2 separate regions of the Oryzias latipes genome follow, and region 2 is linked to region 1. The links are chromatin contacts, called in public Hi-C maps. All regions are on one chromosome and are shown on one strand. Each heading gives the region's core, a stretch centred on a gene start, on an enhancer-like site or on the middle of the called end of the contact. The rest is flanking DNA. Distances are from core to core; before and after follow the strand shown. Region 1 overlaps LOC101169415 (UTP--glucose-1-phosphate uridylyltransferase). Region 2 holds the start of vps54 (vacuolar protein sorting-associated protein 54).

The links. Hi-C and Micro-C count contacts between places; a contact is called where the count stands out from the background.
Region 2: a contact with region 1 is called in a Hi-C map of fibroblasts, with 2.7 times the contacts expected there. The contact joins the promoter of vps54 here to the enhancer-like site in region 1. A contact is called at or near these places in 5 of 5 Hi-C or Micro-C datasets (embryo, fibroblasts and gastrula embryo).

What each region holds. Positions count from the first base shown.
Region 1 is chr1:8,718,330-8,724,289 of ASM223467v1, reverse strand. It overlaps LOC101169415 (UTP--glucose-1-phosphate uridylyltransferase), which reads right to left. Exons shown (of 10, transcript XM_011473219.3): 2 at 5,269-5,384; 3 at 4,223-4,330; 4 at 1,363-1,548; 5 at 1,155-1,288. The coding sequence starts at 5,367. Among protein-coding and RNA genes, the nearest start is that of LOC101169415, 5.1 kb to the right of the region's middle. Within about 2 kb of position 2,844, at least 2 of the 8 cell types and tissues checked have an H3K27ac peak or open chromatin away from gene starts, as enhancers often do.
Region 2 is chr1:8,751,016-8,756,968 of ASM223467v1, reverse strand. It overlaps vps54 (vacuolar protein sorting-associated protein 54), which reads left to right and starts at 2,404. Exons shown (of 24, transcript XM_011473287.3): 1 at 2,404-2,601. It overlaps LOC101169661 (E3 ubiquitin-protein ligase pellino homolog 1), which reads left to right. Exons shown (of 7, transcript XM_011473463.3): 7 at 322-1,703. The coding sequence ends at 888.

The sequences.
Region 1 (5,960 bases), core at 1,595-4,094:
TCCAGGATTCCTTGTATTTCTTGCAAGATAATCAAATGTAAATAAATGTGTACAAACAAACAAGCAAACCAGAATTAATAAAAAAATCCATTCACGTTTTAGTTTCCAAAAGTTCAGCCTGCTGTTGATTTTCCACATCCAAATACGGTAATCCAAAGAGAAGATTATTTAAATATTCTACCACACTGTATGGTCACATGTCTTTGCTAAATTTAAAGTGTTTCCACACTTTGGACTGGAATGATGCACGGATCATTTTATGCTTTGTTTTGCTTTGTTTTTACGTTATATTAAAATAAACCTACTATACTTCAATCCAAATGGTATTTTCTAATATCAGTTAAATTAACCCTTGTGCTATCTTAGATGACCCCACCCTTACATTGACGTGTTCTCCCTACCATGACAAAGGTGGAAAGATTTCATGTAATCCATGGACAGCAGTGAGGTTCACTAATCATTGAAGAAAAAAGGTTCAGAGCACTGTCTAGTGGGTCTAGATGACCCAACTCCCAACGTTAAAGTGCCTAGGATAGCACAAGGGTTACATTAATTTCATTTTGAAATGATTTTAAATGGAATCGGTTGATTTTATTAACAACTTGTCTCAGACGGATTGATCTGGTTGGATCGTCGGAACGTAAATCTATTTGTTGATTAATCAAAATCATTACACCCTTAAGAATAAACCTAAATTCAAAGTGAATGGAACTTTATCAGCAGCATCCTTGTAACATTGGAGAGCTGGTTGACGCATATTGTGCAGAGCGAGTTTGCCTTTGGGACGTCACAGACAGTTCCTGCGTTTGTCAGAATTCTCCTATGTTCCTATGGTGTGTGGGAACAATTGTCCCAATACATTTTAAGTAAGTTTCCTTTGAAATCTGGATTTTTCTGTTTCCTCAGTGGCTCTTTTCTACCTAGAGAACCTTTTCAAATTGTTTTTTTTTGCTAGCTTTGGGCTTTGCATTTAGCTGTTTTTTTTTTTTTTAGTCTGCAGCCTGTTACAAAGTGATGCACGGGCTGGTTCCACTCCTAAAGAGACTTCAGCTGATTCTAAAAGCTGCTATAAGAGTTCTAATGATATTAAGAAGAGTTTCTCCAGTTTCTCACAGTAGCCCTTCAGGAAGTGATGACATGAATGTGTGTTGCACCTGCTCTGGTTGAAAGTGTGGATGTTGACTCGGTGGTGCGAGTACTTCTGCAGGATCTTCTTGGTGTCTTCGTCAGTGTTGAAGGAGTTCATGAGAACAAGCGGCACGTCTGTGTTGAACGTTTTGTTCAGATGCTGGAAGATCAGAGGAAAAAGTCTCACACGGGAGTTAAAAACACGACTCGTACTTGGTTTCTGTGTTTCTGCACCTCGATCTGCTGCACCGTCAGGTCCAGGAAGGTGTTTTCATTGCGGACGCTGATCAGGCTCTTGGGGCCCTTGCAGCCCATGCTGGTTCCAAGTCCTCCGTTCAGTTTGACCACCACCAGCTTGTTGAGACTGGTGGTGATGTCATCAGGGAGTCCTTTGGCCTTGATCCTGTCATAGGGCTGGATCTGATGGAGCATCAAAGAAAGCAGACTCAACATCATAGACACTTCCAAAAACCTGCTTTTTCTGCTCATATTTGACTCAGATGTGATCAATCTAAACACCGCAATGATTGCCTAACTTTTTTTTTAGTGGTTTGGTGAAACTTCTTTAATTCTAAGATATTTAAATAAAGTTGTAGTATTTATTTTTAGATGTTTTCATATTTAGTTTGCTCCTTAGGACACACAGAACCTGAAACATTTACTGAACACAGATGACCTGATCTTCTTCCTTTTCGGTGAAACTCTTTTTAGATTTTGTACTGAAAACGAGGCGCTTAAGTAAAAGAACTTCTCTTTAAAAACCCACTTTGGTGAAAATCGTGTTTTTGGTGTTTTTAGCATGTTCCTTTGGCATTTTTCTTGATGATAGAAGACATATCTGAAGAAAATTAAGCTTAACGTTGTTTTTTTAAATATTTCTTTATTCAAATCCTTTTGAATCAGGAGCAGATGAAAAATTGCTGTTTGATCCTATTTGTTAGGTCGAAAAAATACGCTGGGCGGGGCACAAGGGCGGGGCACAAGTGTCCTGTTCCGCTGCATTCGGATGCATCCACTTGTAGACAAATGGATCCATGTACGACTTTGCTTTCCTCGTCTGAACTGGAATCTGGCTCAAAACTGTACGGCTGCACAGCTCCAATATTGTTGAATATTTTTGTTGCACCGTTAGTGTTAGGTTTGGGGTTTGAGGGGCTGTAAGCTAGCAGGACAGTGCGTAAATGGAGAACTCTCAGTTTTGAGTGACAGGAAGGGGGGGGGGGGGGGTTGCACCACGCCAACGGTCCCACCTTCAACTCAGAGGTGAATTTCAAATGAACTGCTGCCGCTCTGCAGAAACTATGTCCTAGAAAACGACACAGGTTTTTGGATTTTGCCTTAAATCAGCATAATCATCACCACTAGGAAAGCTTTTACAATAGATCAAAGGATTATCGCAGTGAGACTGTAACTGCGTTTATGTTTAGTTTTTCTTCTGGTCTTGAAGGACGCTTTAGGGTTTATCTCTGGGCATGTGACACACGCGTGTTCCAGAAAGTAAAGCACACTTGAAGCGCAGTAGCAGAACCCCCACACCTCTGGAGACTCATACTAGACATCCATCTCAGAGTTGGCCTTAACTTCACCAGCATGTTTGAACTCAGGACACTTGGGATATCATATTTCATGTTCTTTGAACGCGGTCATGTGACACTGCAGAGCAGCTGAGAGGACTAGGGGGGCGTCTGCAGGAGACAAATGTCAGCGACGGTCCGACAGCTTTCGAATGCTGCAGCGGTCAGACTATTCTGGGTGGTAACCTTCGCTCTGCCGGGTATTTTTGCAGAGCTGCAGGAAGGAGGCGAGCGGTGTTGAGCAGTGCCGTCTGTCAGCTCTGGTTACAAACTTTAGTGACGACGTACGCTCTCCTGAATCATTTAAATAAAAAGTCATATGACGGAAAACATGGTTTGCACGTGCGCTCAGGTTTCTCTTGTCATGATTTCCTGAAGGGAAGCTGCTGCAGTTCACAGACCACAGAGAGATTTCATGAGGAGGGGGAAAAAAACGGGATGTTTTTGTTTGCAAACTTCAAGATTTTCTTTGTTTTCTGATCTAGAAAAATAATTGTTTACTCCCTTTTTATGTCTATTTTATATTGTTGTTGCTTTTAATCTGATGTGTCTTATGTATTTTCTTCAAATTTATGTCTAAATGTGAGTTTTTTGGGGGGGTTCGACAGCATGTTGATGAATAGTACTGCACAAATAAAAATGACTGATTGAATAAAACTGCTTAAATTAATAAGGTTTTTGCTATTTTATGTTTGTCTGAAGCACATAAATGTGTAAATTCTAAAACTATAAGACATGAAGGCAAACTGTATACAGAAAAATGTCAATTACCGTCTCTTTTCTTTCTCCAAAGGAGGCCACCATGTTTAACTTTTAACAAAACCGCCTCCTTTAAAAACAGTTTTCTGCTTTTTAGAGTTTAGTTTTTAACTGTTTTTAAGTAATCATCTCATATAAAAAAAGCTTATGACTACTTTTTAAGTTTCACTGCATCTTAATTATTCTTATTTTGTCCTTTGTGGCATAAAAATGGATTCATGTTAGTTCAGTTTGTGTTTCCTCAGACCTCCAAACTATATCGCAGCACTATTGTTATGTAACACCTTTTACACTAGAATCTCTAAGGGTCTATTTAACCCAACCAGAACCACAGGGACCAATAAATAAAATATGTAGCTATTTTTTTTGTGGAAATTAAACTCATGTTTGATGTTGATTTAATCCAGTATCAGTAAAACTAGAAAATTGGAAGCAGATCTTTTATTATTGCAGAGAATTTCTCTTTTCCTTTTTAACAGATGTGAAATGGATCCAAACGGTTTAGTAAGAAAACAAAGAAATAAAAGTGAAAAAGTTGGAGAATCGATTTTTAGTGGAAAACATCAGAATTTTTTTTACATAACTACATAACTACATAACTAGATTCAATTTTAAATCAGTGGAATTCTCTCCTTTTTGTTACATAACTCTGCAGCAAACTCAGTTCAACTCCGCTGCTCTGACGCCTGAACCGGGATCCGTGTTGACTCAGGGCCCCCCGGTGAAGCCCGGTAAACAGTGACGGGTTATCTGGCGCTTACCGAGTCCTCGGGTGGACGGTTGATTTTGGCCCAATTGACTGAGGGACCTTTGACCTGCAGGAATCTGTGGAAGAGCTTCTTGAAGCCGTCAAAGTCTTTCCTGGAGATCTGAAAGAGAAGGAGTCGGCCATCACTAGTTGCTGATGTTGAGCAAATAAATGGAACCATAAAAGCCCAAAAAATCCATTAACTACATTTCAGGTGACAGAACATCAGGGAAGGCTTGAAAAATCAATATATCAAATATAATCTTCAAGTATACTCCATCACCTTTAGTATAGACTAAGTATAAGTGTAGTACATTTATTTACTCCTTTTTGCTGAGGGTAAATTGAATCAGTAAAATTTTCCTAAATAAATAATGACTGGACTTTAACTCATCAGACTTCTTTGATCCAATGATGTAAAAATCTGGAGCAGAAAACATGATAATCGCAGACATCAACAAAAAGCAAAACAGACAGCCAAAAGCAAACAATTAAAATACTATTTTAAAATGATTTACTATATTATTTTATTTGAAAAGTATTATTTTTATATTTTTAGAGCATAAAACAAATATTGTGGCTGAAAAAGTTGTCTTTCTGGATATTTTGAGCAAATATTTCTCTAAATTATTAAAAAAATAATATTTAATGTATCCAAAGATGTCGAGATTCTGCTTGTCCTTTTAATTGTTTTTATTTCTTTTTGTTTTGCTCTTAAAAAAACCCTATTTGTGCTTCCTAGCTTTGTGCACTGATTTGCTGCATGTAAAGGTTGATCTCCAGTTTTCGGAGAAATCAGCCACTCAAATATTTACTCAGCACAAACGACAGACAAGCAGGCCAGTGGCATTTGTCCCAGTGAGTCCAGAGTCTCCAAACGGATGAAAAACAGTGTGGCCTTGATGAAAGCTGCAGGTTATTTTTAAAGCATTTATTCATTTGCTTTAAGGAAACAATTAAGGCTTAGACTTTATTCCAAAAGTGCTGAAAGCTCAATTCATGAGTTTATTCTCCCGGCTGGGACTTTCTCAGCCGGTTTCGGAGACGGCTCCCCCTCACCTCCGCTTCCTCCTTGTTGGCGGTGGCGAGCAGCGCCTCCAGCTCACGATGCATCGACTCCTCGTGCTGCTGGCGGAGCTTCTCCTGGAACTCTGTCATGGCTCCTCTGGCGAGATCTGGAAGCACACAGATGTAAGGTCAGAGTCCTGAGCGACATGTTGGAGGAAAGACAAGTATAATCTCCACGCTGTTGATGCACATCAGTGACTGGAACAGAGAGAGAAAGAACAGGTGTTAGGCGCTCGAACGCTGGGTTTCTATTCTTTTTTTTTGCAAGGTCTGATGGAATCTGAGAACTGCAGGACAATGCAGCTCCGTATCAATTACAACACGTGAAAATCAGATGAGCCTAGAGTCATTTCAGCGTTTAAAATAATGGTTACACGACCATTTAACCTTTTAAACGCAAACTCATCTTTCCTGCAATAATTCAAACTCAGATATTTGGTCACAGATCAACGCTGAAGGTGAAACTCACCTGCTACAGTCAGAGACATTTTGTCAAAGATCTGCGGTTTCAAAAGCTCAAACTCGGGTTACAAAGAGCAACGATGGTCCCAAAGCAGATTCCAGACTTGTCACTCACTGAACAACACTCGTCCTCCTCATCCTCAGCTCAGAGGAAGCCCGTGAGAATGCGGCTTCAGCCCTGAGCCGCAATGTGGACCCGCCCACAAACAGACAAACCAATC
Region 2 (5,953 bases), core at 1,155-3,654, 33 kb before region 1:
TGCAAACCTTGTCCTGGAATTAGAAGACTTTTGGCATATTTGCATTTTTTTTCTTATAGAACCCACTCTAATCATCTTTTAATCTATTTTAAAAAAAACATTCCCAGTGTTTTTTTAAATATGATTATGCTGTTTTTAGCTAAAACCAAAAACTTGTTGTTTTCTAGGACATAGATTCTGCAGTGCGGCAGTAGTTCTTTAGCAAGTTGCCTCTGATTAGTGGGTGGGACTGTTGGCGCAGACACTGAAAAGGATTCAGATGGTTCCAAAGATTGATGGATGGAGGCTTAAAGAGTAAATTACATGATCTGTTTGATCCAGGTGGAGTCAGAGTCCAATGAGCTGGTGGACGGCTCACTGATCGACCTCTGTGGAGCCACCCTGCTATGGCGCACGGCGGAGGGACTTGCCCTCACCCCCACCATCAAACACCTGGAGGCGCTGCGGCAGGAACTCAACGCCGGGCGTCCGCAGTGCCCCGTGGGTTTCAACACTTTGGCCTTCCCCAGTCTACGACACAAGGCCGTGGTGGTGGAGAAGCAGCCCTGGGTGTATCTGCGCTGTGGCCACGTGCACGGGTACCACGGCTGGGCGGGGCGCCGCAGCCCTGCGGATGAGGCGGAGCATCAGGATTGGGAGTGTCCCATGTGTCGGGCGAGGGGGCCCTACGTGCCGTTGTGGCTCGGCTGCGAGCCGGGCTTCTACGTGGACGCGGAGCCCCCCACCCACGCCTTCGTCCCGTGTGGACATGTCTGCTCTGAAAAGACAGCGGCGTACTGGAGTCAGATCCCGCTGCCGCACGGCACGCAGGCCTGCCCATTCTGTATCCAGCCGCTGAGCGCCGACACGCCCTGCATCAGACTCATCTTCCAAAGCCCGCTGGACTAGAAAACTCCTGTGACTTCACAGCATTAACCAACAAAGGGAGGGGGCTGTAACTTAAGTAAACCTTTTTTTTAAATTTCCAAATAAGTGCATTCATCTGGTAGATTCCTGACAGATTTTTTTGTACTTCTATTTAACTCAGTTTGCAGGTGGAAGCCCTTTTGGCAAAAGTTGTAGTTTAATTCCTCTATTTATTCTTGTGCCTCTTTAGTGAATCGGTTCAACAGCAGGAAAGTTGCCTGTGTTTTTCCTAAACATCTGACAAAATCTATTTTCTGGACAACACTGGAGTGTCAAAAAATGTGAAATGTAACTCAAAACTCTGGGATCTTCTTTCTCTGAAATCAGGTAAACTGTTGCCTAATCTGTCTATTCATTTTGACCTTAATTCATATGAAAAGTGCATTATGGGAAACTTGTGAAGCTGCTTGCGACTGGAAGTATCTGAAAAGGAGTTTTTTTGTTTCTTCCAACCAAATCAAAAATGTAAAAGGTGTTTTAAACAAGCATTGTTTAGTTTTGAACTCTGTATAGTGTTCTCTAGTAGCCCCCATGAGGTCATTCCTGATACTCATCTTCATTTAACTGTGACTGTTTCTTCTCTAGAAGTTCAGCTTTTTAATAAAGTAAGATAGATTGTTTTTTTTTAACTAAACAGGCACCTCTTGACCTAACCACTAGTTAATGGACTTTTTTGTCTTTTTGTCATTTTAATGCGTTTATGTATGACTCTTGGTTTGTTATCACAGCTATGCAGTTTTGCCTCAGACTGTTTTTGTACCAACGGAAAACAATAAAAAACACTGCTGAGGTTTTGACACAGTTTGTTTCCTTCTAGATAAACGTTATCATTTTGTTTGTTTCTTTGCATGAAAGATCACAAAGACACAGAACATGAAATAAACCCAAAAGGATGGAAAACCTTTCCTAGAAATATGCAGACTGGCCCAATTACACAAAGACTCAACCAGGAAGTTATAAAAGAAACTGCAAAAGGGCAGGCCTAACATGACTCGCTCAGGTCAAAGTTCACATAAACTTTTGGGCAAAAATAGATCCATGGGAGACTCCAAGACGCAACTAAGCAAAAGAATTGTCACAAAACGGGACCTTTCTAGAAACTGCATCCTGTTTCATCAGAGCAGAAGCAGAAGAGGCATTTAAACAGAGATTTTAACATGTTTCTAAAGTCAACAAAGAAAGTAAAACAAAATGGAGGCTGTTTTTCCAACAGTTCAGATTACAATTATCAATGTAATGATCAAAAACTGCATGTTCTGTTACCTGAAGTGATCTTTGTCCAATATTTATATTAAAATTACTGACATATGTAAAAATATATTAGTTTAGAAGGAGGCCTTTTTAAATATTTGAGTTCTGTTCAATATTTGCATCTAAATTGGTTTAAAAAAAAGAAAAGTATAATTGAAACTTTTTTTTTCTGGAAAAACAGTTGTTACCGGTATGGTCGACAGGTGGCAGCAGAGAGCTTTGGGCTTCAAATCACAGACACAACTGGTGTGAGTGCGTTGTTTTAACAGTCTGTGTGTGAATGTGAAAGAGGAGAAGCCGCGTCGCTGTGTTCCCCCGCATTGCATGATGGTCGGAGTGCCGGTGCTGACTGCACAGTGTGCCAGCTTGTTTTCCTCCCGGCTCCTGTGAAGTTTCTGGGATGGTAAAGAAGGGAAACTCCGACTGCTGCGCTCCACACGACAGGTAGGCGAGCGACCGGTACTCCGAGGCTGCCAAACGAATCTCGGCTTGTTTGGTGTCTGCGCGGAACCTCCTTCTGTCTCTGCTAGCATTAGCCCTGTGCTCTGTTTGTAACCGTCAACATTAGCTTTAGCTTTGACAGCAACTCTGCGATATTCTTCTCTTTCAGCGCAGAATTAAAAAATAATCGAGTTTTTGTATCGGTGTGTAAGGTACACTTTCATGTCAACTCTATTAAAAACAGAAAAATGAGAAAGTTACCAACAAGCTCATGCTAGCTAGTTAGCAGCAGAGCAAATCTGACAGCTCAGGTCGGAGCATTTAAACTGTAACACAAAAGTCTAATTAATCTTTCATGGGATAGTTAAAAAGTGGGTTTATACACTCTCTTTGTATTCATTTATATAATTAGTTTCAGCCTACAGTTGAAGTCAAGACATTGTTAAAAGCTTCTGTCTTCTAAAGTTGTCAAAGCTAAAATGCTAAAATTAGCATTTTGAGTTTTTCTTTTTTAATTTAAATTCTAAAACAGTTTCCCGTTTTAGTTCTGGAATTTTTTTTATATAAAACCAATCTTATAAAGATGATTGTTAAGGTTAATTCAGGTGACCCACTATGCTTCTGGTTATCTTGCTATAAACAGACTAAAACAGATACTAGTGGTGAGAGCTTCAGGGCACATTGGACATTTGTACTCCAGATCTTTTTTGTCTGCTTTCTTACATTCATGAATGTTGAAGCCATGATGGCTGTTAATTACTTATTTATATATCAATATAGGGCTTTTCTAAGGTCAAAAGTGTTTTGCATTACAATAATAATCTTTAACCATGTGGAAAGGTTGAGGGGATCAGTGTTTTGCCCACGGACACTCGAGCAGGAAAGGCAGGAAATGAACCTGCAACCTTCGAAACATGGGCCCTCCACCTACCTTTGCATCACAGCTACTGTTTCTTTCCTGTCTTTTCTCTGAGTTGATCACATCAGATGGTAAATGTAGTTTTTCTGTTTTAGTTATGTATTTGGTTCACATTCACTTCATTTCTTATCAGTTCCTTTCCCAGTATGCTTGATTACTCACCAGCCACATTATTAGGTACACCCTACTGGTACCGGGTTGGACCCCCCCTTTTTGCCTTCAAAACAGCCTTAATCCTTTGTGGCAAAGATTCAACAAGGTACTGGAAACATTCCTCAGAGTTTGGTCCTTATTGAGATGATAGCATCATGCATTTGCTGCAAGTTTTTTGGCTGCACATCTATATGCCAATTTACCATTCCACCACATCCCAAAGGTGCTCTGTGGGTTTATATCTGGTGACTGTGGAGGCCATTTGAGTCCAATGAACATAAACTAATTTTGGCATGGCGCTTCATCCTGCTGGAAGTAGCCATCAGAAGGTACACTGTGGTCATAAAGGGATTGACATGGTCAGCAACAATATTCAGGATGGATCCATGTTGTTAATGCCAAATTCAGACCCGAATGTCACAGCAGAAATGGAGACTGATCAGACCAGACAACGTTTTTTTCAATCTTCTATTGTTTTTCCCATCTTCTATTATCCAATCACTGGATATTTTCTCTTTTTCGATCCAATCTCTATAAACCCTAGACATGGTAGATCATCAGTGAATGAAACACTCAGACCAACCCATCTGGCACCAACAACAATGCAACATGCAAAGTCACTTAAATCACATTCTTGTGTTCGCTTTGAACTGCACAGATCATCTTGATCATGTCTACATGCCTAAATGCTTTGAGTTGCTGCTTTAAGACAACCACTGTCACTACTTTTTAGAGTAAAATAAACTGAGTTGAATGAAAGGTTGTTACCAGGTAAATAAGTCTGCATCTTCATGTTTTCTTCACTGCAGCCTTAATTCTTTTCTTTTGTCAGAATTGCCTGGATTTGCCTGAATTTCTCTCCTAAACGTTTAACATGAACTCACTCCAGTGTTCTTCCTCCTAATGCTATCCATCCTCAGCTTTCTCAAAGAGAATCTAAACATTTTCAGCTCGCTCTCTTGTCTTTTACTCAGTGCTGCTGTCCCTAAACCATCTCCTCCCTTTCCTGCAAATATTCTTAGTCAAAAATAGCACTTGCACTTTTATGCACTCGATTACATCACTTTGTTTTCCTAGACTTTTGCTCATTAATGTTTGTGATGTAGCAAAGAAAGTGTGCAGAAATAGTCCTGATGCACCGAAACTCGCACAGCGCTGCTACTTTAAAATCATTCAATCTGTGACTTGATGGTTTTATTTATTTTTTTACTCATTTAGGATGACACTTGCCTTAAAGAAAAATAAAATATAAAGGCTCATGGAATTATTATTTACCTAACAAAATATCCTGAAATAGCATTTTATTTTAAGGCATTTCTGTAATGTATAATATAAATAAGATGCAATAAAAAACTGTCACTGTTGACCTATTATAGTATGATATAATACTTATTTAAACTATGAAAATTCTGGAGCTTCACTGAAGCGGTTCGTTGAAGCAGCATCTTGCAGACTAACGCTGGACTGAAGCATTAATGTTTTGTGCTGACCACTAAGAGCACAGACGTATAAGACCCTCTGCTGTTAATCTCATCACAGAGATGAGGGGATTACAGGAAAAATCTCCCGTCTCATTACTGTCAGCACAATATCAGGAAAATCATCTCAAAATAATTTATGTTGGAAGTTCCAACCACCAACAAAAATGTCACCAACTTTATGTGTTGTTAGTCAAAAGTGGGGCTTTGAGAATCCTAAATAAGAGCTGCTGTGTTTTTAATAAACCAGAACGACTAAAACAAACAAAGGAAACGAGCCTTTCGAGACATTTAAAATGAATATTTTTGGTTACTGCATTTCCTGAACTAAAATGTAAATTAAATCGCATGGTTAATAAAAACAAACAGCCTTTTTAAGTTTTTTTTTTTTTTTTTTATTCTGATGAAAATCACCTGAAAACAACCAACTCACCTGAGCATGTAGCCCCAACAAAAACCCTAAACCACAGAAAGAAGGTCCTCCAGGGAAGAAATGGTAAAGGTTGAGGGATACTTCACTCTAGGGATGAACAAAAGGGAAAATGTATTTGAACTGCTGCTAGGGCTGCACGATATGAGGAAAACTCGCGATATGCGATATTTAAGATTAATATTGCGATAACGGTATAATTTGCGGTATACCAACAAATAACAAAATAAACAAAACATCATTCCCATTTCATTGCAACAGTTTAAAAATTATACTCCAAATGACCCTCGTTGACATAGGAAACAAACATGTAATATAATAGGCCTCCATCCGATTGGTCAACAAGGTGAAGACGTCCATCCGATTGGTCAAATG